Linked DNA regions of Mus musculus: regions 2, 3 and 4 are each linked to region 1. The links are chromatin contacts, called in public Micro-C and promoter capture Hi-C maps. All regions are on one chromosome and are shown on one strand. The core of a region is the stretch at or near the end of the contact, and the rest is flanking DNA. Distances in the headings are between cores, read along the strand shown.

Region 1 (2,700 bases), core at 166-2,665:
AAATTACAGAATTGTAGTTGACAGTAAAATTGAGGTAAATATCCAAACCTAATTATGATTTTCAGGTTTAAGTTTAAAAAGTGATATTTGGCTATAAAGTTTACAAGTAACAGACAGAGCAAAGCTTCCGGGAAAACACAAACAAACAAATAAACAAGTAAGCACACGCTTCAAGCTGAAACTCCGTTTCAGTTTTTTTTTAAAGTCAAAACACTTTAATACTCAGATTACATATTACTGTTTGAAAATGAAATAATTACGTATAGAAGACTTTCTAAAATAAGTTCCTCTTGGAAGCCCATTTTGGGGCATTGTGTTGTAACTAAATTCTCAAAGATGTCAGTAACACAAAGGCTCCATCCATACATAACTCCTTGAAAAAACTGAAACCATGGACGCCTTGTCAAATTCAGACAGTTTATCTTGGCACTGGCAAGTACAGCAGTCTCTTCGATGTCTGGAAACGGGTCTAATTACGTCGAATGAGTAACTAAAAAATAGCCCGTGTCCCGGAACAGACAGCTTAGGGTTCACTCCATAGCATCCTGAATGGTAGGATGGAACCACGCCAGAAAGAAAGAAAAGAGAAAAAAAAAAGAAGAAGAAGAAGAGGAAGGAAAGAAACGAGAAAAGAAAATCGAGCGTGAAAGCAGGAGATAGATGCCAGGCTCTTTTAAAACAACCTTCCAGTTTTCCTGGGGCTGCCAGGGCCATCACGCCGCTCCTAAGTTTTTCTTTTCCCTTACTTTTGTTCCATTAAGTCACCCGGTCCCGCCCACATCATTTACCTGGCTCAGGGCGGGCTGGTGCACCCCTAAGCGACCTCAAGCCCAGCATGCCCCTAATCAAGACACCACACAGGGACGACCCCAGACCCCTAAAGTGCAGTCCTAGACCTCATCACACCCTGGAGTCCCAAGGCCGCACCAAGGAAGAGTCCTCTCTCTGGGAGGCGTGACCACCCAGCGCCGCGGACCCCCTGTCACCCCGCCGCACTCACTCGCGGGAGCTGCTCGCCCCGGTCACCCCGAATCCTCAGCAGCGCCCCCTCTCGGGAAACCCCGGCATGGCTGTCGAGACGCGCTCACCTGAGCCTAAGGTTGGCCATGAACTCGGGCATGGAGACGGTGTCCATCAGCACGAAGTCCGCCTTGCCGAACTCAAGGCTCTCCTGCTCCGCCATGGCGCCGGCTCAGGTGGGAGCGCTCGGGTTGGGGCGGGGGTGCTCGGCACCTTTGGGCGGGGTCGGGCCGGAGAGAGAGAGAGAGCGAGAGAGACGGCCGCCACTCCTCAGAGCTCCAGCCGGCGCGGCTCTGAACGGGCGAGGCCGGCGGCTTCCGCTCCTCCCGCGGTGGCTGCGGGTTGTGTGGGGGCCGTGGTGGCGAGACGGAGACGGCGGCGGCTGGTCCCGCCTCTAGCCTGGGTCCCGCTGGGCCCCGCCCCGCCCCGCCCCGGCCGCTCGGGCTCCGCCCCGCCGATGAGCCCGCCCAACCCCGGCCCAGCCGCCTCCTCACCTGGGCGGCGCGCACGCGTGGGGCGGGGACGCGCTCTGGGCCAGCCGCGGCGGCTAAGCGGCAGCGCCCCCTAAAGACAGGCACGGGCATCTAGCGTGGCGGGGAGCCGTGTGGACCTGACTCTGGGTAGAATAGGCCTTGTTGCCTTCTTCAACCCCTGCCTAGTAGATGCCAACAAACTTACAAATTTACAAACTTATAACTTGAGCGGCTTTGGCGCGAATTATCCATTATGATTCCCTCACATTCTTCTGTGCTCATGTGCCATCCATCCTTGAAATGGTGGCTGAATAGTTATGGCAATGGTAGAGAATACTTCCAGGTCACCGAAATGTTTAGAGCTGTTCTAAGTGCTTTAGCAAACTTAAGTAACTTGTCACACTGCTAGGAAGTGGAGGAGCTGCGACTTCGTGGAGGTCATCTGATTTACGAACCCCAGCATTCAGCCACATGGCTTACTCTTCATTTCCAGTGGTCCATTTTTTTCCACTCATGTGAGCATGTCATCAGACTAGTACCTTATACTAGTAATTTTTTAAAAAATGTATGAATCATCTCCTCGGGATGATTGCAGCTTCTAGCATAGAGGACCATGTCCTAAACTTTTTTTTTATATCCCCCACCTCCACTCTCTACACATTCCAAGAAGCTTATAGTAGTAGTTTGTATTATAAATAAGAAATCCATGAAATTAGTTCCATAGATTGTAATGAGTTATGATCTCCAATTTCAAGACACACTGGGTGTTCTTAAAATGGTTTTTGTTGGGGGGAGGGGTGTTGCTGGAGAGATGGCTCAGTGGCTAAAAGCACTTGCTGTTCTTACAGAGGACCAGAGTTAATTTCCCAGCATCCACAACAATAGCTTTGCCTGTAACTCCAGTTCAAGGAGATGAGACACCCTCTTCATACCTCTGAGGGTACCAGGCAGGAACATATATACATGCAGGGACTCACACAGTCACATAAAATAAAGGTGAATAAATATTTTTTTTTTAAACTTTTCTTTCAGGGGCTGGTGAGATGGCTCAGCGGGTAAGAGCACTGACTACTCTTCCCAAGGTCCTGAGTTCAAATCCCAGCAACAACGTGGTGGCTCACAACCACCCATAATGAGATCTGACACCCTCTTCTGGTGCATCTGAAATCAGCTATAGTGTACTTATGAATAATAATGAATGAATCTT
Region 2 (2,700 bases), core at 172-2,671, 790 kb before region 1:
ACTGGCTGCTCTCTCAGAGATCTCTATTTGATTCTTAGCACCCACCCTAGGCCTCACAACCACCTGTGACTCCATTTCCAGGAGAGGCAACATCCTCTTTTGGCTGTAAGGACCGCAGCATACGACCTTGGTGTAGACTTAGGCACAGGGTTCCTCTGTATAGCCCTTGCTGTCCTGGAACTCACTTTGTAGACCAGGCTCGCATCAGAAATCTGCCTGCCTCTGCCTCCCAAGTGCTGGGATTAAAGGTGTGTGCCACCACCACCGAGCATAAAAACATTTTTAGAAAGTTAAAATATAAGCAATATAAGCTGGTTATTTTGTCTAACTTGAAATCCAAGTTATTCAGAGTAAGCCAATTTGTACCAACAGACTTAGGTCGGGTCTGTTTATCTTTTTTTTTTTTTTTTTTTTTTGGTTTTTCGAGACAGGGTTTCTCTGTGTAGCCCTGGCTGTCCTGGAACTCACTTTGTAGACCAGGCTGGCCTTGAACTCAGAAATCCGCCTGCCTCTGCCTCTGGAGTGCTGGGATTAAAGGCGTGCGCCACCGCCCAGTTTATCTATCTTTTTAAACAAGACACTCAAAACACAGCGTTCCTCACAAGCTTTTGGCAGTACAATAAATAAAACTTCAAGAAATGTCTTTACTTCGAATCACCTATTTGTCTCAGAGAAAATGAAGTATCTACTTTGCTCGCATCGTGTTGAGAAGCCACAACCCAATTCCACAGAATCCCAAAACCTCACATCACTTAACAAAACAAAACCAAGTCTCCTTAATTTCTGAGAAACGGCCGCCACAAAATAGGTCGCTCCCTTTCGTAGGCGAGCCCTTCACGTCCGACAACCCAGTGGCTGCGCTAGGGGATTTCGGCCATGGGTGGCTTGGGGCACGTGGCGGCCAGGGGATCCGATCTCCTCCTGCCTCAGTGGAGATGAGACTGAGCACACAGCACCCCCGGGGCAGGTCACTTCCTGAGACCACACAGTCTCGGGATCCGCGGTGGACCTCCGCTCCTTTCAAAGGCCCCTTCGCCTTCAGTTTCTCAGTCACCCGCCTCTCTCTCCAGGGGACCTCTGCCCCCCTGGGGGCGGCGACTGACGAAGCTCTCAAGGCGAGAAACGGCTCCCAAAGCCGCTCGCGAGTCCCCCTCTGCCCACAATGCACCGGGACGAGCAGGAAGGCCGCTCCGACCCCTCATTTTCCCGCGAATTCAGTTCAAAGAGGCGTCCGGGCCCGCGGTCGGCAGCGCGCACGGGCCAACCAAGCCGCGCCTCCGCGAGAAGCGCCTCCGCGTGACTGACGGGGGACTCTGCGGACCAACGGGCTGGGCGGCCCGGCGGCGCGCGCTCCCGCCGGCCAATCAGAGCGCCGGGCGGGGAAAGTGGGCGGAGCGAGGCCAGGGTAGGGTGAGCGGCCTCCGAAGCGGAGCGGGGCTCGGAGGAGACACTTTTTTTTTTTCCTCCCTCCTTCCCTCCTCTCCTCCTCCCTTCCCTTCCCCTCTCCTCCCCTCTCTCCTCCTTCCCCCCTCGGTCCGCTGGAGCCTGCTGGGGCGAGCGGTTGGTGTAGCAGGCGCGCTCACTCTCCGGGGCCGCCCGGCGGGTAGCTGGCGGGGGGAGGAGGCAGGAACCGCGATGGCGCCTCAGAAGCACGGCGGTGGGGGAGGGGGCGGCTCGGGGCCCAGCGCGGGGTCCGGGGGAGGCGGCTTCGGGGGTTCGGCGGCGGCGGTGGCGGCGGCGGCTTCGGGCGGCAAATCCGGCGGCGGGGGCTGTGGAGGCGGCGGCAGTTACTCGGCCTCCTCCTCCTCGGCGGCGGCCGCGGCGGCGGCGGCGGGGGCCGCGGTGTTGCCGGTGAAGAAGCCGAAAATGGAGCACGTCCAGGCTGACCACGAGCTTTTCCTCCAGGCCTTTGAGAGTGAGTGTGAGCGGCTTCGAGGGCAGGGGTGCCCCTCTCCGGCGTTCGGGGCACGGGGCACTCCGCCGGGTTCTCGGAGAGTCCACTTGCTTTGGGAGTGGAGGGAGGACTCGCTGGGGAACGCCGGGGTCCCGAGCAGGTCCCTGACTCCCGGAAGGGTCGCCCCGGGGCCCCCAGGTTCAGAGCAGCCTTGGAGGTGGGGACGTGACGGTTGAACTGAGCGCATATAGATCCCGAGACGAGTTGGTGTTTTCGTTTGTGTCTTCCTTACTCCACAAGTACAGGGATTATAGTTGTAGGTTTCGGGGGGACGAGACACAGCCTGTCCGGAGATGAGTGTTGTAAAGCCGAGGAAATTGTCATGGGTCTGAAATGCGTTCGTACCCACTCTGGCTGCGTGTGAGTGAACACGCAGCATTTGAAACCTTTTAAGCTTTTCAAACCTTTCCGCCCATTTTATGGGTGCGTAGACTGAGAGAGACAGAATGGGGCAAGCGTCCTCTCCGTGGACAACCTTGGAGTTGTTTCTTAATTCCAGAACATTTTTTTTTTAAATCCCGGTTTTTCGTTTTAAAAGATGCGTGGAGGGCGAAACTGACTTTTTTGGAAAGGGGATCACACAGTGCCTGGAAACAAACAATAGAATTTATAAACATTATGACTATAAATAAAATTGTTACTAAGTGGGCATTATATCCTGATGGTTTTGCACCTCTTTTGTGTAGATAGTGGAATTTAGCAATCTTCTAGCTGGGTATTTTACGGCAACTTGAATGAAGTCAGCT
Region 3 (2,700 bases), core at 62-2,561, 840 kb after region 1:
ACAATCTGTTACTTGATTGCAGGGGTCTGGGGCATGAACTTGGCAAATAGCCATCTCTATCCTATCAAAATGTTAAAAATTCAAACAGGCCTCAAACCATCAACACTGCTGACTGCACTGAAAATGTATGTCTGTAAGTACAACGGTCGCAATAATGGCAGGTTTGTTCACAATTCCTCCAGACTGCAACCTTCCAGTGGAGTGATAGGATGAGGTGTCAGGGCCACCGGTGACTCTCCAGAGTTCTTTGCTTGGCCATTGCTGACCTATTTGGTGCCAACCTGGCTCTCCCCTGGTTCAGGGCAGCTGTGGATCTATGCAAACACCAGACCTACACGTGATGAGAGTATCCAGTACTCAGACTGTAAGAGCAGCTCAGCCATGTCCTTTATAACTACCAAGTGGCCACGCTCACACCTTTAGAATTAGCAACCTAGGAAAATGTCCCCAGGCACATGGTCCCGGGATGGATCTGTGTCACACACCTGAACTCAATATCTCCTTTTTGAAGCCACAACCACTCCCTTGCCCCCTTACTGACTTGAAACTTTCTAAGTAGGCCAAGCTTAGCTGTTTGGAGAATTTCAGAAATACATCCATTTCTGTGTCTCCTGAGTTCAGGTAACACTCTCTCTCTCTCTCTCTCTCTCTCTGTCTCTCTGTCTCTCTGTCTCTCTGTCTCTCTCTGTCTTTCTGTCTCTCTCTCTCTCTCTGTCTCTCTGTCTCTGTCTCTCTCTGTCTCTGTCTCTCTCTGTCTCTCTGTCTGTCTCTGTCTCTCTCTCTCTCTCTCTGTCTCTCTCTCTCTCTCTCCCTCTCTCTCTCTCTCTCTCTCCTCTCTCCTCTCTCCTCTCTCCTGCACTGGACTTTTAAAACTCTGGGTTCTGTGTTTGGGCTGGGTCTAGGACCCCTACCCATTAGTAACAGATGTACAGCTTGGTCTCTATGTGGGTCCTCTAACAACTGGAGTCTGGGCTGTGTCTGACTCAGTTTCCTGCCATTGGATCCCCTTCCCCTAGCTGGGCTGCCTTGTCTGGCCTCAGTGGGAGAGGGTGTGCTTAGACCTGTGAATTGAAATGACTGTGCTAGGTGAGATTGGGGGGACGGACGGACAGGGAGGGGGCGGGACAGAACGTGGGGGGTGTGGAAAACAGATCTCCCTGACTAATGAGCTGACCATCACATATTTGCATAACAATATTGAAACAGGTGTTCCCAAACAAATGGTTCAGGCCCCTCCCCAATCTGCTCCGGGGCACAGGGGAGCAGCCTTGCCCACCACAAGGACCCTCTGTGTCCCTCTGGCACACCTGTCCTGCCCTTCAAGGCTCAGCTCCTGTACCTCTCAGATGACCTCTGACTCCTACTCAGCACCAGGAGTACTACTCAACCCACTCCCCGCCCTCTCGTGCGCACATAAGAAGTACTGCCCCTATAGGTTGGAGGTCAGATTGCAATAACAAATAATAGTTTTCCTGGTCTTTTATGTGTGTGTTTATATGTGTGTGTAGATGTGTAAGTGTAACGTGTATGAAGCATGACAGTTTTTAATGCCAGCATGTGAATGTGCCTTTCTTTAAGAGCTATTGAAAAGCTTGTCTGAGAATTTGTTTTTCTTTTTTAATGAATTCCACACATTTAATATTTTCTGAGAAATAATTAGTTTACACAGCTCTGTTGCATTGCTGTAGTGTTTATGCAAAACTTACAGTCCTTTTATGAACCTGAGACTTTTATACTTCTATTGACAGCCGCGAATCCAGCTGTCTCTACGGAGCCATTTGTCCAAATTGGAGTGAATTTTAAAAATGTAATCGCTCAAGAAAAGCTGGCTAATTGGACACGACTTTCAGCTAAACACACATTATACAAAATATTCACTCTATTACAACACAATTAGTGATTTTGCCGGTATGAAAGCGAAGGAAAAATACATTTATGAAATGAGCATAGAATGCCTGTAAGTAGCATATGCTGGATTTTCAGAACTTAGTTGAACATCACTGAAGTGCCAGTGGAGTGCCCAAAACATGTGAAGACTTGGTTCAGCCATCTTTGATGTTTTTCTGACATTCATTCATATAAAACAAAACACAGCCAGAATATAAAGTAAAATGTATGTGTGGAGATATATATATCCTGTATTTATATGTAGACAAGGTTTTACATATAAAGCAAGGTAGAGATATGTGATTTATACACATGCTTGTAAGTGTAATTTTGCTTTATGAACATTTAAATGCATAGTTATGAGAGTGTATTCTGTTATGTACGTTTGTATGTGTGCTGGTGCACATGTGTGCTTAGGTGTACTTACATGTGTACACACATGCATGTATGTAAGGCCAGAGAACGACCCCCGGGGTTATTCTTTAGGTCACAAACACCTTTTGGGGAGAGTGGGGACATAGTCTGGAGCTCACCGAGTAGGCTAGACTGGCTGACCTGTGAGATCTAGGGGTCCCTCTGCCATGGCTTCCCTAGTTCTGGGATCACAAGTATGTGCCGCTATGCTCCGTTTTCTTTTTAAAAAAATAATTTATTTTCGTTTTATAAGCATTGGTGTTTTGCCTGCATCGGTGTCTGTGTAGGGGTGTCAGATCCCGTGGGACTAGAGTTATAGACAGTAGTGAGTCTCTATGTGGGGGCTGGGAATTGAAGTCAGGTTCTCTGCCAAAGTTGTCAGTGCTGCTGACCACTGAG
Region 4 (2,700 bases), core at 10-2,509, 790 kb after region 1:
ATGTGTGTGTGTGTATGTGTGTGTGTGTGTGTATCTATCTATCTATCTACACATATATGTATATATATATATACACATACATACATACACACTATATACATACACACACATACTTACACACAGTGTGTATGTATGTGTATATATATAGTGTGTGTATATATATATACATATATGTATAGATAGATAGATAGATAGATAGATAGATAGATAGATAGTGTGTGTGTGTGTCCTGAAGTGATTTTATTTTTATTTCCTTCACTTTAAGCCTATCATTAAATTTCACAGTGCTTTCCGGGGTGGGGTAGAAGGAAGGCATTGTTCAAAATGTTGGAGACTATGGGCTGATTGGCCGGAGAAGGTGAAGCAGGGGAGGCCTCACTAGGGAAGCTTGAGGGGCACAGTCTGCCCCACTGGCAGGTAGGTGACATTCTGAGAGCGGGAGAGTTGGTACGCAATGTCCTCAGCAGCCTCCAGCTTGCGCAGCTCGATCAGGCCATCGCCTGCTGTGGCCAGCGAGTTGGCGATCAGCTCTGCCGCCTTAGCGTCCCCCTCAGCAGAAATGATGGCTGCCACCTTCTGCTGCTCAGCCTTTTCCACCACAAATCTGGCTGTCTCCGCTTCCTGCTGAGCCACCTGTTTGGCTTCCACCGCCTCTGTGAACTCCTTCCCAAAGGTCAGATGTGTCAGGGACACGTCATCTAGGATGAGCCCAAATGTGGCTGCTCGCTCTGTGAGGTCATCGCTCACCTGCCTGGAGACCAGTTCTCGCTGGGTAATCAATTCTCCAGCATCGAAGCGAGCCACCACCGACTTGAGGATCTCTGAGGTGATAGATGGCAGCACCCGCTCATCATAGTCCTGGCCAATGTTGGTGTAGATATGAGGAAGCTGGCTGGCTACGGGCCGGAAGAGGATACGCAGTGTGATGTTGACGTTCTGCAAATCTTTGCTACCAGTGATGACTGGTATATTCCGTGGTTGAGAGCGACAGTCAAATATAACTGGTTTCTGTACCCAAGGGATGAGAAAGTGAGTCCCTTCCCCTACCACAATGTCCTGTACTCCATGGAATCGGTCAAAGATGACAGCTCTGTGCCCAGCATCCACGTTATATAAAGCAGAGCTCACCACGCCTCCTGCAACTGCTAGAGCCAAGCCGAACTTTCCGATGGACTCAAACACTTTGGCAGCCATGATTCCTTTTGTTGCATTCACTCACACCTGCCTTCACTCATCTTCACATGAATTCCCCTAAGGGCTTCTTAACATGCACAAAGCTCTGGGTTCAACCTTTAGCATCACAGAGGCAGGAATGACACGAGTACACGCATGTGCGAGCACGCGCGAGCGTGCGCGCGCGCGCGCGCGCGCACACACACACACACACACACACACACAGAGGCACACATGAAAGCAGAAATCAGGGTTTTTTGAGATGCTTTTATTATATATGTATATTTATTATATACTATATATGTTATACATATATAATGAAAACAAAGTATACTTTTATATATAATATATAAATAATTATATAAACACACATACACGTGCGCGCGCGTGTGTTTTGTGTGTGTGTGTGTGTGTGTGTGTGTGTGTGTGTGTGTGTGTGTGTATAAAATATCCCTTGGCTTCGTCTCTCTTTTTCTTCATTGTAGCATCTCATTAAATGAAGGTTCAATATCCCAGTCACCTCTGAAGAAAACGACCCATATTGTGGCATTCTTTTTATTTATTTACTGCCTTTGTCTTACCCATGCATAGAAATTTGGGCACAGTGCTTCCCTCCCCAGATTTCAAAGGCATTTCCCTAATGTTCTCTAGCTCGGGAGACAACTATTGTTGATAACCTCAGTGTCTTTGTGACCTCTCTCTCTCTCTCTCTCTCTCTCTCTCTCTGTGTGTGTGTGTGTGTGTGTGTGTGTGTGTGTGTGTGTGTGTGTGTATGTGGTTTTATGTTTCTCTCTGGTAGTTTTTGGTATTTTTAATTTTAGTTCACTATGAAATTTCATAATGATTTTATTTATTATGCTGGGCATAAATAGATCCCATAAGTCTGAAAATCTATACTATTCTGTTTTAGTTTTTTTTTTTTTCTGACTAGTGTTTTGATAAGATTCTCAGCTCTAGACTAGACTGGATTAGACTTTTCATCCTCTGAAGTACTTTCTAATTTATTCTCTTTTCCTGTTCTTTCCATTCTCTTATCATTTCATTTACTAACTTTAAAGATAGTTTTACACTTATTTGCTTTATTTTATGTGTATTAGAGTTTATCCCGTGGGTATTTGTACACCATATGTGTACCTGGTGCCTGAAGAAGTCAGGAGGAGAAGATCTTGGACCATCTAGAACTGGAGTTTTAGATAAGTGTGAGCATCTTTATGGATTCTGAGAGCCAAACCCAGGCTCTCTTCAAGAGCAAGTGTTCTTAACTGCTGAGCCAACTTTCCACTGCTGTGTTTGACTCTGTGTGTGTGTGTGTGTACGTGTCTGCATGTGTACCTGTGTGTGTGTATGCATGTGTGTACATGTGTGTGTGCATCTGTGCATGTGTGTGTTTGTAGAATTCTGTATTTTGACTCAGAATTTGCAAGAGAAATTTTGTTTTTTAAAAGAAAAAAAAAACAAACAATGTAATTCCTGTTTCATGGGTTGAATGTTTTTAAATATCTCTGAGAATGTAAATTGATTGATTTT

The links. Promoter capture Hi-C pulls out the DNA fragments that hold promoters and counts their contacts. A called contact is a pair of places that touch in the nucleus more often than the background predicts.
Region 2: a promoter capture Hi-C map of pre-B cells shows a contact between it and region 1, with 2.5 times the contacts expected there. The contact joins the promoter of Suz12 here to the promoter of Myo1d in region 1. A contact is called at or near these places in 1 of 39 promoter capture datasets (pre-B cells) and 1 of 115 datasets of contacts at active chromatin or transcription factors (pancreatic cancer cells).
Region 3: a Micro-C map of embryonic stem cells shows a contact between it and region 1, with 5 times the contacts expected there. The contact joins the enhancer-like site here to the promoter of Myo1d in region 1. A contact is called at or near these places in 7 of 39 promoter capture datasets (the 3T3-L1 cell line, 3T3-L1-derived adipocytes, cranial neural crest and 3 more), 1 of 15 datasets of contacts at CTCF or cohesin (embryonic stem cells), 4 of 484 Hi-C or Micro-C datasets (cerebral cortex and embryonic stem cells), 11 of 115 datasets of contacts at active chromatin or transcription factors (astrocytes, differentiating embryonic stem cells, embryonic basal ganglia and 5 more) and 3 of 9 other capture datasets (embryonic stem cells, embryonic tail and embryonic trunk).
Region 4: a promoter capture Hi-C map of embryonic stem cells shows a contact between it and region 1, with 4 times the contacts expected there. The contact joins the promoter of 1700071K01Rik here to the promoter of Myo1d in region 1. A contact is called at or near these places in 5 of 39 promoter capture datasets (the 3T3-L1 cell line, the HPC-7 cell line, cranial neural crest and 2 more), 1 of 15 datasets of contacts at CTCF or cohesin (stem cell-derived epiblast-like cells) and 1 of 115 datasets of contacts at active chromatin or transcription factors (embryonic basal ganglia).

What each region holds. Positions count from the first base shown.
Region 1 is chr11:80,778,610-80,781,309 of GRCm38.p6, forward strand. It overlaps Myo1d (myosin ID), which reads right to left and starts at 1,416. Exons shown (of 22, transcript NM_177390.3): 1 at 1,089-1,416. The coding sequence starts at 1,183.
Region 2 is chr11:79,991,685-79,994,384 of GRCm38.p6, forward strand. It overlaps Suz12 (SUZ12 polycomb repressive complex 2 subunit), which reads left to right and starts at 1,422. Exons shown (of 16, transcript NM_199196.2): 1 at 1,422-1,915. The coding sequence starts at 1,636.
Region 3 is chr11:81,615,395-81,618,094 of GRCm38.p6, forward strand. It overlaps a transcript of Asic2 not described here. Among named protein-coding and RNA genes, the nearest start is that of Gm11418, 29 kb to the left of the region's middle. Within about 2 kb of position 1,312, at least 2 of the 459 cell types and tissues checked have an H3K27ac peak or open chromatin away from gene starts, as enhancers often do. A contact at or near this core is called in embryonic stem cells, where this site is marked.
Region 4 is chr11:81,572,280-81,574,979 of GRCm38.p6, forward strand. It overlaps 1700071K01Rik (RIKEN cDNA 1700071K01 gene), which reads right to left and starts at 1,260. Exons shown (of 1, transcript NM_001033765.2): 1 at 223-1,260. The coding sequence starts at 1,194. The coding sequence ends at 379. It also overlaps a transcript of Asic2 not described here.